Linked DNA regions of Danio rerio: region 2 is linked to region 1. Evidence: chromatin contacts called from public HiCAR-type data. All regions are on one chromosome and are shown on one strand. The core of a region is the stretch at or near the end of the contact, and the rest is flanking DNA. Distances in the headings are between cores, read along the strand shown. Region 1 holds the start of stau2 (staufen double-stranded RNA binding protein 2). Region 2 holds the start of si:ch211-171b20.3.

Region 1 (4,444 bases), core at 1,434-3,933:
ACACACAATGCAGGGGTAATGTTATAGTCCCTAAAGCAGTAACAATTTAGACTGATATACACTTACCGGTCACTTTATTAGGTACACCTTACTAGCACTTGGGTGGACCCTCTTTTGCTTTCAGAACTGCCTTAATACTTCATGACATAGATTCAACAAGGTACTAGAAATATTCCTGAGATTAAGGTACAAACTGACATGACAGCATCACGCAGTTGCTGCAGATTTGTCGGCTGCACATCCATGATGCAAATCTCCCGTTCCACCACATCCCAGGAGGAGCTCTATTGGATTGAGCTCTGGTGACTGTGGAGGACATTTTAGTACTGTGAACTCATTGTCATGTTCAAGAAACCAGTCTGGGTGACGCAGTAGGTAGTGCTGTTGCCTCACAGTAAGAAGGTTGCTGGTTCGAGCCTCAGCTGGGTTCAAAGTCCACCTGTAGGCTGTGGCGTTGTTTACACAATGCTCAATTGGTACTAATGGGCCCAAAGTGTGCAAGAAAATATCCTCCACACCATTACACAACCACCATCAGCCTGAACTGTTGATAACAGGCAGGATTGATCCATGATTTCATGATGTTGACGCCAAACTCTAACCCTACCAACCGAATGTTGCAGTAGAAAGCAAGACTCATCAGACCAGGCAACGTTTCTCCAATCTTTGGTGAGCCTGTGCATATTTTAGCCTCAGTTTCCTGTAGCTGACAGGTGTGGCACCCGGTTTGGTCTTCTGCTGCTGTAGCATATTTGTATCAAGGTTCGACGTGTTGTGCATTCAAAAATGCTCTTCTACATACATTGGCTGTAACGAGTGGTTGTTTGAGTTACTGTTACAATCTATCAGCTCAAACCAGTCTGGCCATTCTCCTCTGACCTCTGGCATCAACAAGGCATTTGCGCCCACAGAACTACTGCTCACTGGATATTTTCTCTTTTTCGGACCATACACTGTAAAGATTGCTGTGCATTAAAATCCCTGTAGATCAGCAGTTTCTGAAATACTCAGATCAGCCTGTCTGGCTGCAACAACCATGCCACGTTCAAAGTCACTTAAAAATCACCTTTCTTCGCCATTCTTATGCACAATTTGAACTGCAGCAGATCTTCTTTACCATGTCTTCATGCTTAAATGCATTGAGTTGCTGCCATGTCATTGGCTAATTACAAATTTGCTTTAACAGGCAGTTGGACAGGTTTAGCTAATAAAGTGGCCGGTGAGTGCATGCACAACACAAAATAACAAAAATTCAAAGCAAAAAGTAATTAATTAAAAATAATAATAAAAACTAGCCTATAAATGTACATGCAAAACAATCAAGTACTGTATTTAAAAGCAATTTACTTTTCATCCTTAGCTAACAAGCATCTAGAATGATTTGATTTGTACATAATTAACTCAATTTCTTCACTTAACTGTTAGTCAATCTGCATAATGTGACAAGCAAAACAACACAGAATTTGACAGATAAATCCAAAGACTTTTCTATTTGTTTGTTAATACTGGCAAACATTTTTAGAAACATTGAATAAAAATTCCCATATTCATGCCAATTTACTGTAGACTACAGCAAGGAAAACCCATTTACTAACACATCCTAACATGGAATTCACCTTGTTAAAATTGTCAGAATTTTCCATAAATGTCTCAGACATCTTCTCACTACATTTTATATGCCACTGGAGCACAAAAAACTTAAGTTTGTATTAAAGTCTTAAGTTACATTAGTCGATTTGAGAAAAATGCATTGTAGGAGCCATAAAATTATTTTATAGAAAAATCATTAGAAAAATCACTAGAATAGTAAGTAAAGATGATGTTCAATCAAAACCTAATATCTGATTTTAAATATCCATTGGCAAAAAGTTAATTTGTACACTTTAAAGGGCAATTTACGCAATATTTTGATATTTTAACCATCAACATTTAATATTTTCAATAGTATTCATTTAAATGTTATTCTGTTCTAACAAACCATGCATCAATGTCAAGCTTAAGCATCCAGATGATGCTTAAATCTCAATTTTCCCCCCAAAAGACCCCCAAGGTTTGTGGTCCAAGGTCCACATATATACATATACACATACATATATACATGATACACACATTTAAACAAACCGAAATGAAGTGAATAAATACATTATACAGTATAATGATAGAAGCATTGGAGTGACATTTGACCGCTAGGATCCATCCTGGCCATTATTAGTGCAAAGGATCAGACGACAGCTTTTTTTTTTATAACCTGACTCTCAAAAGTGAGGTCACTCTGCACTCACTGATGGTGTCTGTTATGATTAACAACAAGACACGACGCTGTGATATGTTGCAATCCCTAAAACAAGAACACAAACTTGGTATCAAAGCAGAATGCGTCTTTTGAGCACATAGCCTTGTTTTCCAGCACAGGCCACCGGTCTGAACTCAGCTGGGAATGTGCAGACATCATGGCTGAACGACTAAATACCCCTCACATCTCATCGATGCAAACAGCCACCGCTGACACCAAACAACCGGACGACAGAGCGCATTTTCGAGAGCAATTCGAAATCAATCTGCCCTTCAAACAACGACGCGTTTAAAAATAATAGTTTACCTTCGTCCAGGGCCAGACCCCAGTTACACCTCCAACATTGGCAAACACTAAAGAGAACTGATGGTACCAGGAGCAAACCAACATATGAACAAGATGTGTTTTTGCAAATATGAGCCACTTGGACGATAGCAGAGCTGTGCTTGGAGAATTGAATGGGTGTTGTGCTGACATTTACCACTGTATTTGTCCGTTTTGTACTTACTTCTTTGAGGAGATCGAAAAGAGTGCACCCCTCCTTCGTCGCAGGGATGGTACAGTCCGGCTTCCTGACACTGAGTAGGGATGAATTCAAGCTCTGTACCTTTTAAATACCACACACTACATTTTGGAAAGGTTTAAATGTTTATAGATAGATAGATAGATAGATAGATAGATAGATAGATAGATAGATAGATAGATAGATAGATAGATAGATAGATAGATAGATAGATAGATAGATAGATAGATAGATAGATAGATAGATAGATATTATAATTTTAAATTAATAATTTTATAATTATTGTTTATTATTTAATTTATTAATGAAATAATCTGAATTATTATAATAATCATTAATTAACAAATGTTAAAATAAAACATATATAAAAATGATGCATTGACAACTGATAAGATCAGTTATCATTTAGTACAATTAGCAATAATTATAAAATCAAAGCTTATTAATAAGGGCAAGACCCCACAGGTGAAAACTGTTTTCTCCCCACAGAAGAAAACACTGCAAACAGCCAGACAAATGTATATGTTCCCATTTTTGTAACAAAATACTGTGCATGGCAAAATAAAGGTGAACACATATCTCGGTAAAAACATTTACAATAAAAAATAATAATAAAACCATTAAGTTTTTTGTATATAAGTGCTGCTAGAGTGTAGATTAATGGCTCATTTGAGGAGAAAATAAATTAATTGGTGAAACAGGCAAGCAATTAAAGTAAACAGACACAAATCAATACAGTGATCTAAGGGTTTTTTGTATGTATTTTTTAACAATCTAAAAAATAAACTAAGACAAAAATTAACAGCTTCAGTGCCTTGCCTTAAACACATAAAATATGAAAATTATTTGTGTGTGTGTGTGTGTGCTTAAAATAAAGCTGAAAGAAAATATATTACATTAAAAAAAAAATTGCATGAAAAAAATTTATCTTATGTTAAATTTAAACATCCTTTAATTTAAGCCTTAATTTAGTACTGAAGTACCTCTATTAATAGAATTCTTCCTTCAGGAAATCAATTAAAATCTGGACTAGAAACCATAACAGAGAAAGCAGATTTCTTTAAATCTGATTTAAAGGGTGGTTTATAGTCTAGGAATAGGCTTAATTTCTTTCGGAGAAATACTTGCAAAGTTTCTTATAGTCAGTTAAATGTCTGTTGAAGGAGCAGTATCAACATATATTAAGCAGACAGTCTACTAATACTCAAATGGATCATCAAAACAAAGTGTTACAAACCGTTAAATAAGATTTTTTAAATCTTTATTATCAAGATGCTAACGGTCTAATCCAATTCAATGATTTATGCTAAGCTAAGCTAAGCTAAAAGTGAGTGAGATACAGAGCAGCTGAATGGATTTTAAAAAAAAAGATAAAACTTGACTGTTTAACTCTATGGAAGCTGTAAAATAAGCCTATTGCAAAATTTAAAAAGTGTAGAGTTCCTTTGATATATTATTCAAGTGTAACCATGACTAAGTAATGTGTAAATGATTAAGACACACTCAAAACCTGTATTTTTATTCTTAAAATTAACAGGCACAAGTTACATAATTTGTATACATACCAAAAAACTCAATGAAAGAAAAAAAATCTCTTATTACTTCTTACATCTTGCAAACCAAAATTT
Region 2 (4,444 bases), core at 1,441-3,940, 260 kb before region 1:
CCTGTCAGGCATGTTGTTTTGTGAGGTACATTTGGTGAATTCTGCACGATCATTGGCTATACATGGGAGCAGAGGCCTAAAAAGTTGACAAAGTTGAATAATATTTATCTCTTAGAAAAAAACAAAGTTATTTCAAGTGTGCCATTTACTGGTATACTCAACATTAAAACGAAGAAGAAAAAAGAAAAAAGAAATGTAATGTCAGCATGCTTATGTAGCCTAAAGTACACTTTATTTAGAACTGATTGTTTACCCCCAAATTAATGGAACTAATATGTTGCTCCATAAGTGGACACTGTTACAACTAAAGTTTGAAATGCAGAATCCCTGAGTGTTTTAAAATCATCACTTACAATGTAGGCTACTTTAGGGTATGTTTTATGTGTGTTATTCTTTTGCTTTTTGCTTTCTTAATTTGATTTTAAATTTTCTTTATTTTTATTATAACTGCTTTGTTTTTTTTTTGTTTGTTTTTTTGTTAGTTTTTTTGTCTTTTTTCTTTAGCCTAGATTTTTTGTACATTTCTTTTCCTTCTGTACTTTTATATAGTGCTTTAATTATAATATACTAAAATCCATAGTAAACTAAAGTATTCCCCTCTTAAAATATTTGCTTAAAATATTACCTTGTTTCCCCTTATCTGTACGAGTGAAATTTTAAACTGTCCAGTGCCTTCTGCTCTCAAATGTTGAAAAAAGTATTAAGGTCTTGTTTTAGATAAACACTAAAAGCTGAGATGAAAAATGTACTTTAGTCAGAAATTTACTTTTGCTGTTTATTCAAAGGTTTAGGAAATTTTCCAAATTATTTCTCTACCATGGTGTTATGGCAACTAGTAAAAACAGTGCTTTGTTATTGAAGCATTCTGTAGCATTTGTTAAATCATATTTTACAACAAACCCTGCATAAATTGTACCCTGATCATCTCTACTCTTGAGATATTTTTAGAAAATTCCACCACACAGGTCCAGCACTCAATGCGTTTAGTATGTAGTTGAAGTCAGAATTATTAGCCCCCCTGTTTATTTTTTCCCCCAATTTCTGTTAAAAAAAATAGATTTTTTTTTCAACACATTCTTAAACATAACATTTTAATAACTACTTTTTAAAAACTGATTTATTTTATCTTTGCCATGATGAAAATAAATTAGATTTCTTTAGATATTTTTCAAGACACTTCTTTTTAAGCTCAAAGTTACATTTAAAGGCTTTAACTAGGTTAATTATGTTAATTTGGCAAGTTCGGTTAGGCAAGTTATTGTATAATAATGGTTTGTTCTGTAGACTATCAAAAAATATAGCTTAAAAGGGCTAATAATTTTGACCTTAAAAGGGTTTTTAAAAGATTAAATTTGCTTTTATTCTAGTCAAAATAAAACAAACCAGACTTTCTCCAGAAGAAAACAAAATAGTATAGCACACATACTGTGAACATTTACTTTTACTGGTAAACATCATTTGGGAAATATAAAAAGAAAAGAAAAGAAAATTCAAAAGGGGTTAATAATTCTGACTTCAACTGTGTGTCTACTTGTCATGCTGCAATATTTACTTTTTTAACATAATGTTAAATGTTACAAATGCTTTTTAAAGGATATGTTTTGTAATCTGCAACAAAATAACTTCACACAGCCATCTCCCCAACCCTGCATTTAAATTCACTTGCAGTATAGGTTGCAGTATGAATGACAGATGTATTAATTATATGGTATTACACTCACCCATCCTTTACAGAGCTGACAGTGTGAAACTTTAGATCCCTGGAATCTACAATTTCACATTAAACATAAACATGTCAATCAACATCATATAAAGTCTAAATCATATAGCTTTTTCAACTGCAGTATACTTTATTTTTATTTTCATTGTTTTATTTTAATACGTTTCATATTAAAACCGAAATGTTATCTGCATGGTGTTGACTGTAAAATAATCACTCACTGTGCGTTGGTCTCCCAGAGAAAACGTTCAGCCTGGAGTCAGCGGTGGAGAAATATCCAGACACCGGAGGACTGAAGGTTGAACTGGGTCGCGCGTCTGTAATGTCCTGGATCATCAGAGAAGCTTCAATTGGCAGTGACATCAGTTTGGGTCTAACGACGCTGGCATAAGGCTTCATCTTCACTTTCAGATGACAAACAAACTATGTCATTTTATACCGTTTAAATAGGTTAAGACTAGCCAATTGGTCCATTTCAGCTAAGGCTAAATAAAAGAGTAAATAATGGAAGCTGATAGTGCTTGGCGTCGACGTTTCCATGACTACCACTACTACAACAACCACGTGACAAACGCGATGCGATAAAAGTTAATTATATTCAGTTTGACTAAAAAATGAATTAACGTAACGTTATTCAAACCATACGCGGTTTGTTGGCTTAAAATGAATTAAACATGCACGATATGCTGAATTTATTTACCTTATTTAATTTTTCAAATTTAACAAGCTCTAATTGTTAAACAACAACACCTGTGATGGAGTCGTTAGTTTGAGTCGGTTCGTTTCTATTAATCACAAGTTACTGTTCTAAGCATCGGTCGTAACGTGAAGAATCATTGTACACTTTGTAATGGGCTAAGTTCTTTCAGAATATGGACTGTATCAGACTGTGCTATCAGACTTTTAGAATATTGTACATTATGCATTGTAGCTATTATTTAACAACAATAATAATAATAATAATAATAATAATAATAAATTTCAGTTTGCATTACCAGATAATAGTAATGATAATAAACAAAAACAGGTCAGAACGAAAAGTAAATAAAATCAAATAAAAACCTTTGTTGAAAATAATTGATCAAACAGCCCCATCGTCACTTAACATTTACTATGTATGGACCCCTTTCCCTTTACAAGACGGAGAGTGTAATTATAGTTCTAGTCCAACAGGTGGCGACGTTGTAAAGGCATTTTCTCCCAAGATAATTTAGTCCTAAAATGCACTTTTTCTACTTTTAATCTAATTTTTATTTATTTTGCTGTTTTTATTGTAACTCAATCTTTTTTATACATTTTAAATCATTAGTTTCCTTAAAATGAATTTACAACTAAAAACAATAAATATATATAGGGCTACTTTTTTAATAAATTTGACTGCTAGACTGCTTCATGATTGGGGGTAGTAGATATTTTATAATATTATAATTACATAATATTACATTATCATCCTAATATGATGTTTTTATTCATTCATTCATTCATTCATTTACTTTTCGGCTTATTCCCTTTATTAATATGGGGTTGCCATAACAGATGCCCTTCCAGCTGCAACCCATCATTGAAAAACATCCATACACAATCATTCACACACATACATTGCGGACAATTAAGCATATCCAATTCACCTATACCGCATGTCTTTGGACTTGTGGGGGAAACCAGAGTACCTGGAGAAAATCACGCAAACATGGGAGAAGAGAACTTACAAACTCCAAAAAAGAAATGCCAACTGACCCAGCTGAGGCTCGAACCAGCGATCTTCTTGCTGTGAGGTGAATGTGCTACCCACTGCACCACCGTGCAGCACAATATGATGTTCTATCGTATATAAAAAAATATTTAATGATACAAAAATTGCATTTGTTTGACTCTCACTATACAAAATATGATGGAAAACAATATAGTTTAGGTATAGTTTATACTTTTTTTATATTTATTGGGGACCCTAGATGTCCTGGTGCTCTAAGCTCCCGTTTACCTTGATTATTAACTAAATCCGCCCCTAATCATGAGCAAATAAAAAAACTAAGCCTGTAATATGACTAAATTCCATTAGTTAAAATTAAGATGTAGCCTACATACAAAAACACACACTATGAAAAAAAATTCAGGGTTCCACACAATTCATTCAGGTTGTTCATTCATTAATTTTCCTTAGGCTTAGTCCCTTTATTCATCAAGGCTCACCACAACGAAATAAACCACCAACTTGTCCAGCATATGTTTTACACAGTGGATGGCCTTCCAGCTGCAAACCAGTATTGGGATACACACATACACACTCATTCACACAAATACACTACAGCCAATTCAGCTTATCCAATTCACCAGCACATGTCTTTGGACTGTGGGAGAAACTGGAGCACCCGGAGGAAACCCATGTGAACACGGAGAGAACATGCAAACTTCACACAGAAATGCCAACTGACCCAGCCAGGAATCGAACCAGTGACATGGTGTGAGGTGAATGTGCTGACCACTGAGCCTCCATGTTACCTTCATTCAGGTTAACTTAACAAATGTAAGTGTATTAAACAATAATTACATTGTCCTCAAAAAATATCAAGAATTTTGTTGTTTAAGCTCATTTTACATAAGTAGTTTGAACAAACAGCAAAATACTTTTGAGCATACACTGTAAAAGATAACATGATCAATTAGTCGTGACAGCAAATGTTTTAGTTCGTTGTAACTTAATAAACTAATCATGTTTTAACTTCA

Evidence for each region. HiCAR-type assays count read pairs that join an accessible place to other places.
Region 2: a HiCAR-type map of caudal fin shows a contact between it and region 1, with 6 times the contacts expected there. The contact joins the promoter of si:ch211-171b20.3 here to the promoter of stau2 in region 1. A contact is called at or near these places in 8 of 18 Hi-C or Micro-C datasets (caudal fin, embryo, fibroblasts and 3 more) and 3 of 4 datasets of contacts at active chromatin or transcription factors (caudal fin, embryo and gastrula embryo).

What each region holds. Positions count from the first base shown.
Region 1 is chr24:14,480,711-14,485,154 of GRCz12tu, reverse strand. stau2 (staufen double-stranded RNA binding protein 2) reads right to left here and starts at 2,683. Exons shown (of 15, transcript NM_200925.2): 1 at 2,600-2,683. It also overlaps a transcript of ube2wb not described here.
Region 2 is chr24:14,740,629-14,745,072 of GRCz12tu, reverse strand. It overlaps si:ch211-171b20.3, which reads right to left and starts at 2,690. Exons shown (of 8, transcript XR_012399348.1): 1 at 1,942-2,690; 2 at 1,722-1,767; 3 at 1-76.